Regions from separate parts of the Mus musculus genome. Here region 1 is linked to region 2. A link is a contact called in public HiChIP or PLAC-seq data. All regions are on one chromosome and are shown on one strand. The core of a region is the stretch at or near the end of the contact, and the rest is flanking DNA. Distances in the headings are between cores, read along the strand shown.

Region 1 (2,700 bases), core at 53-2,552, 240 kb after region 2:
TATCAACCTCTCTGCCTCTCCTTAAGGAGCCCCCTTCTCTTTTTCATTTCCCTGATCAGATAGTTCACCTGTACTCTACTAATTCCTTCTCTTATCCATAAAGTCTCACCAACATGATTTTGTCCAAATGTGAGCTGAACAGGAATGACACCAATGAACATGCCAAACTAGATGGCTTGACCCCAAGGCCACAACCCTATATACACCAAGAACTACAGGTAACTGAGGTAAACTGGGAATGGGAGAGATGGTGTTCCTCAGGGAAGAATATGCCAACTGGTTGTCTAGTGTCAAAGAGTCAGTCTCAGCTGGGTGTGGTAGCGCACGCCTTTAATCCCAGCACTCGGGAGGCAGAGGCAGAGGCAGAGGCAGGCGTATTTCTGAGTTCGAGGCCAGCCTGATCTACAAAGTGAGTTCCAGGACAGCCAGGGCTATACAGAGAAACTCTTGTCTCGAAAAACCAAAAAAAAAAAAAAAAAGTCAGTCTCGAAACATACATACAGGTAGTATTAGACAGACTCAATAGGTTATATTTAGGAACATCTATGCATATACATATATGCATGAAGTAGTAATTTGTTGAAACAAAAAAAAGGTCATGAATTTGAAGGAGAGTTGGAAAGGGCATTATTCTGGATTTGGAGGGAGAAAAGGGAGAGCAAAGTATAAATAAATTATAATTTCAAAAAATTTTTAAAAAAGTTTTATTAGTTAAGAACAATAAAAAGAAACATTTAAATCACTTTGTTGATATGTAAGTAATAGTAATTGATATTCTATCAGGTTTGCAAAGAATAGTTTTCATGGTCTACACATAAATCAGTATATGTACAATGTTTCATTTCACTTAAATGAGAAATGAATTTTATTCTAAGTTTTTTAGTAAATTCATTTGTTAGGATGATAACGATAAAATTTGTAACTAAATTCTAGTATATATTTGAAGTTTATGTTGTTTAGTAAGTCATGAATAATCATTTTTTCATATTATAAGTTAGATGGCTAAAAATAAGTTTTGTAAGAGGCAATCAGTTCGTCTTAAAATAACCAAAACAATATGCAAAATGCAACAAAGGCTTCTAAGAATGTCTGTCTCACATATGAAAACTTGCTATAAAATTTAGTTTGGGTAAGTGCGATACAGGATGTTAAAAAGAGCTTTCTAAGTATTTTAACAATTTTATTTGTGACACTTTTAAGATAGATTTAAGAAACAAGTGCCCTGTTGTGGATAGCCCTGGGGGTAATTATATTTGATGTTAATCCCATTCTCCTGTAGAGGGGCTAAGAACAAGAAACAGGTCAGCACTCAGGTGATTTCCTGTAAACCTGCTTCCCGCCTTAATTTGTAAAATAAAGGAGAGTTGATGGTTGGGCAGATAAAAGGGAAGGTGAGGAGAAAAAGAAGAAGAAAATGGAAGAGGGAGAGGACGCAGAGGAGGAGGAAGAAGAAAAGTAGAGCAGAAGCACATGGCCTGGAGAAATCTCAAGTTCTAAGGAGTCTCATAGACGTGGAAGATGGAGGGTAGTGGTAGATCTGCCTAATCTAGGCGCACAGCATATATTCATAATAACTGAGTTTTGTTTTCACTGGAAATGGGTAATTCAAAAGATTGATCTACTCATATGTTCACAATACCAGCTACTTGGAAAGCTGAGACCGGAAGATCTTGAGTTTGAAGCAAGTTTGGGCAATTTAGCTCCCTATGCTAAAACTCAAAATTACTAAAGGAGGCACTAGTGGTAGACCACTGAAGCCCCAATTTCAACTTCTAGTCCTGTTGTTAAACACACAAAAACTTGACCTATATTAATAAACAACTACAATTTATTAATTTCTAGTTACTTGTTAGTTCAAAAGCTACTACTGGAGAATATTCACAATGTCAAAAGCAAAATGATGAAAACAGAATGAAAGAGATAAAGGAAGGAGGAAAGAAAGAAGGAGAGAAGGAAGGAAAGAAACACATTTGATGCTACCTTAATACTTTTATTAAAAATCTTACCCAAGACTTGAATGGAGCCTTAAAATCTTTATAACACATGAGATCCTAAGAAATGTATTTGAGGCACATCGGCAGGGCAGTATGAAATAATTTGTTATGCCACTGGCCGAATATTACCTATTTTGTGGATAATTAGAATCCTTCAGTTTCCAAAGCTGTCAATCTGGCTCCTTTCACATGTGCTAGTTACTTAAGAAAGAACAACAGAATTGTAATTCAAAGAAAGAAAGTAAAAAACTGCCATTGGAACAACTTTATGGTTAATATAAAGGTAAAATGACAAATAAACAGAACAAATAAACAAAAAATAGCGATTTTTAAAAAAAGTTTTGAACTTTATAAAGTTCAAGCAAGGTTATTACAGTATTTCTGTACCACACAACTAAACAGTTACACATAAAATTTCTTCATTGTGTCAGGGTTGAAAGTTTGGTATCACTTCAGGTCAGAATTCACAAGGTTTAGGAAACCATGGCTTACTACAGAGTCTACATATGTGTCGTATATATCATGTCCTAAAATACTTGCAGGATCATCTAGAAAAAACTATGTTCCTAGTCAGACAGCAGTGGTGCACACCTTTAATCCCAGCATTCAGGAGGCAGAGGCAGGAGAATCTCTGAGTTCGAGGCCAGCCTAGTCTACAGAGTGAGTTCCAGGACAACCAGGGCTACACAGAGAAACCCTGTCTTGC
Region 2 (2,700 bases), core at 132-2,631:
AGCCAAGAGCAGGAAGAAAAGAGACGTATCCAGTGGCTCTAGATTTTTTTTTTTTTTTAGTATACCATAATTTGCTTAAGCAACTCTTATCTTTGGATACTTGGGCAGCTTTCTTTATATCTCCGTGTGCATTAGCTTGTATAAAAAAATCATGCGGTGAGAATCTTTATACATACAGATCAGCCCACTGGGTTACACTCCCCCCAAGGCAGAAGTGCTTAAGTAACTTCAGTGCATACCAAATAGCCTGAGTCTCTATCTAGAACTTAGGAGGTCTCTGAGGCCCCTTTTATTGGAACTGTTCCTTTGACCCTACCACATTGCACTGTGATGTCAATTCTGCAGTTGATCAACATCTGTCTCTTCTACTGGACTTTACAGTGACAAGAGTCATGCCTGGGTCTCTTTGCTCTTGGTTGTTGCTTCAGCCTGTGGAGGATGGAGAGTCAGTAAGTCGTTGTTGCTGAGGGGTAAGTGGAAGTAAATTATAATTCAAGAGTAGAGTGGCAGGGTGTGGTAGCTCAGCCTGGAATCCCACCACTGCAGAGGCTGAGGCAAGAGGATTACTGGTTCCAGGTCAGCCCAGGCTATTGTCAGACCTGTATCAAAATAATAATAGACTAGGATAGATTGTACTGCTTGCTTTTATTTGAGGCAACAATGAGAATGTGACCCTCATTCTATCAATAACGCCAGTGCCATTCTGGGTCCCTCCAAAGTGTTTATGACTGACTAGTGAATGAATGAAAGAGAACATATCTATAAAAGCTCATCAAACGACATGATACAGAAGCAATCAAAAGCTGAGTTTCACTGAGTTTCATGGTTTGATGAACGGATTACAGTGGATCTGTCACTTCTATCCCCATTCACATATTACAAAGTTTATTCTTTATTAGATTTTTATATTATATTGTTACATAATTTCATGTATGTATACAATGTATTTAGGTTACACCTACTTCCAACCCCCACCCTCAACTCCTCCTGTGCCCATCCTCTTCCCAAATTCACATCCTATTCTTTTAAACAAAATTACAACCCAACCTAATTAGTGCTGCCTATGTCCCACCCGAATTTTAATTTTATTTTAACTGAGACGGGGTCCCTGCCTAGCCTGGAACTAGCTATGCAGACAAGACTGAACTTGAACTCACCTACTTCTGGGATAAAAGTCCTGTGCCACCACATTTGGGGCTCCTAGGAGCCCCCACCCCCACCCCCGCCCCTCAACCCGTGAAACATCCTTGTGCAGTGCTGTGCAGCAGCCCAGCGGCCAGCAGGTGGCAACAGACGGTCATTGAAGTGGTGATCCAGCCGCAGAGCCCTCTCTGAAAGGGCCGCCCCCCCCCCCCCCCCCCGCGGGGCTCTGAAGCCTTTTGCTATCCACAAGCGGAAACACCAAGCAAGCCAGCCTAGGACTCCCCTCAGAAGGGTCTCAGCAAAAGTCCAGCTCAGCTCCTGACATTGTGCGGCATGAAGTCCGGAGGAACTGAACAGTCGGAGAGCTGGCTGCAATGAATTTGACGGTTTGTTTTTTTTTTTTTCCCAAGGCCGACAAATCTTATCCAGGAATCTGCCTTTATCTTGGTCTGTCGGAAATGCTCGGACTTTTAAATTCTATTTTGTTATTGTTTGGAATTTTTGTTGTCAGACAGGGTCTTTCTATATGCTCCAAGCTAATCTGCAATTCCCCGGCCTCATTCCCTGAGTGTTTATATTTACAGGTATGTGCTGTGCTATCAGACTCACCTCCACCCCCAAACACACAGACAAGCTCTGAACCATGCACTTCAAGTTGATAGTTTTGTGATCAAATGGATCACACAGTGCTTCCTATGAGACACAAGCCAGATTCTTCGATTCTTTCGCGGCCTCTGAGTCTTGGAGCTGTGGTTCACAGCAGTAGGCATGGCGGTCCTATCTAGTTACAAGCTCTCCCTTTCTGAGAGCGGAAGAGGACATCATCCCTGAGTCAGGGAGAGAGTCCTGACGTCTCCCTTTTCGCTCTCCTCAGCGGAGTGGTGTTACTGTTGGGATTCAGACCCAGAACAAGAAACTGGGCTGAATATTTAACATACCAAAGTGGACCTGGCTTCCGGGTTCTCCCAGCATCCCTCAGTACCTACCTGGCAAAGCATGCCCTCTACTCTAAACTTCCCAGCCCAGAGGTTGGGCTTCCCCTCCCCCCAGAGGCTCTTCCCTTTATGAATCAGACATTCCGCTCTCCGCCCTTCTCTCTTTTCTCCCTTTCTCTGTGCGAGCTTTCTCTCTTTCTCTTCCTCCCTCCTCCACTCCCCCCACCCCCTCTGTCTCCCTCTCCATGGCGACTTGGCCTCATTTCTTGGAACCAGTGATCTCTCCTGTGTGCAGTTTCCCAATAAACCTGCCTTTATAAATATCGCTAATCTGGCTTGAATTGGCTCATTTCTCCGCCAGAGAAATAATTTATCAGTTACCTGTGATGTGTCCGAGTTCACTTAGACTACAAGTTGCAGACAAGCCAGAATTTGATGTTTCTTTGTGTGTATATATGTTCATGTGTGTGGTCTGTGTGTACACATGTATGTATGTATATATGTATGTTGGGCAATTGAAGGCCAGCTTTCTCAATCACTCTTCACTGTCTTTCTTTCTTTCTCTCTTTCTTTCTTTCTTTCTTTCTTTCTTTCTTTCTTTCTTTCTTTCTTTCTTTCTTCT

Evidence for each region. HiChIP or PLAC-seq counts read pairs in DNA pulled down with a chosen protein or histone mark.
Region 1: an H3K27ac HiChIP or PLAC-seq map of embryonic stem cells shows a contact between it and region 2, with 8 read pairs. The contact joins the enhancer-like site here to the promoter of Chrna1os in region 2. A contact is called at or near these places in 20 of 39 promoter capture datasets (the 3T3-L1 cell line, 3T3-L1-derived adipocytes, the C10 cell line and 13 more), 1 of 15 datasets of contacts at CTCF or cohesin (the NIH/3T3 cell line), 6 of 484 Hi-C or Micro-C datasets (cortical neurons, embryonic stem cells, myocytes and 1 more), 15 of 115 datasets of contacts at active chromatin or transcription factors (bone marrow-derived macrophages, cardiomyocytes, craniofacial prominence and 9 more) and 2 of 9 other capture datasets (adipose tissue and embryonic stem cells).

The regions. Positions count from the first base shown.
Region 1 is chr2:73,825,664-73,828,363 of GRCm38.p6, forward strand. The region is part of intron 13 of Atf2 (activating transcription factor 2); the gene reads right to left. Among named protein-coding and RNA genes, the nearest start is that of Chn1, 52 kb to the left of the region's middle. Within about 2 kb of position 1,303, at least 2 of the 459 cell types and tissues checked have an H3K27ac peak or open chromatin away from gene starts, as enhancers often do. A contact at or near this core is called in embryonic stem cells, where this site is marked.
Region 2 is chr2:73,583,479-73,586,178 of GRCm38.p6, forward strand. It overlaps Chrna1os (cholinergic receptor, nicotinic, alpha polypeptide 1 (muscle), opposite strand), which reads left to right and starts at 1,382. Exons shown (of 2, transcript NR_153820.1): 1 at 1,382-1,529.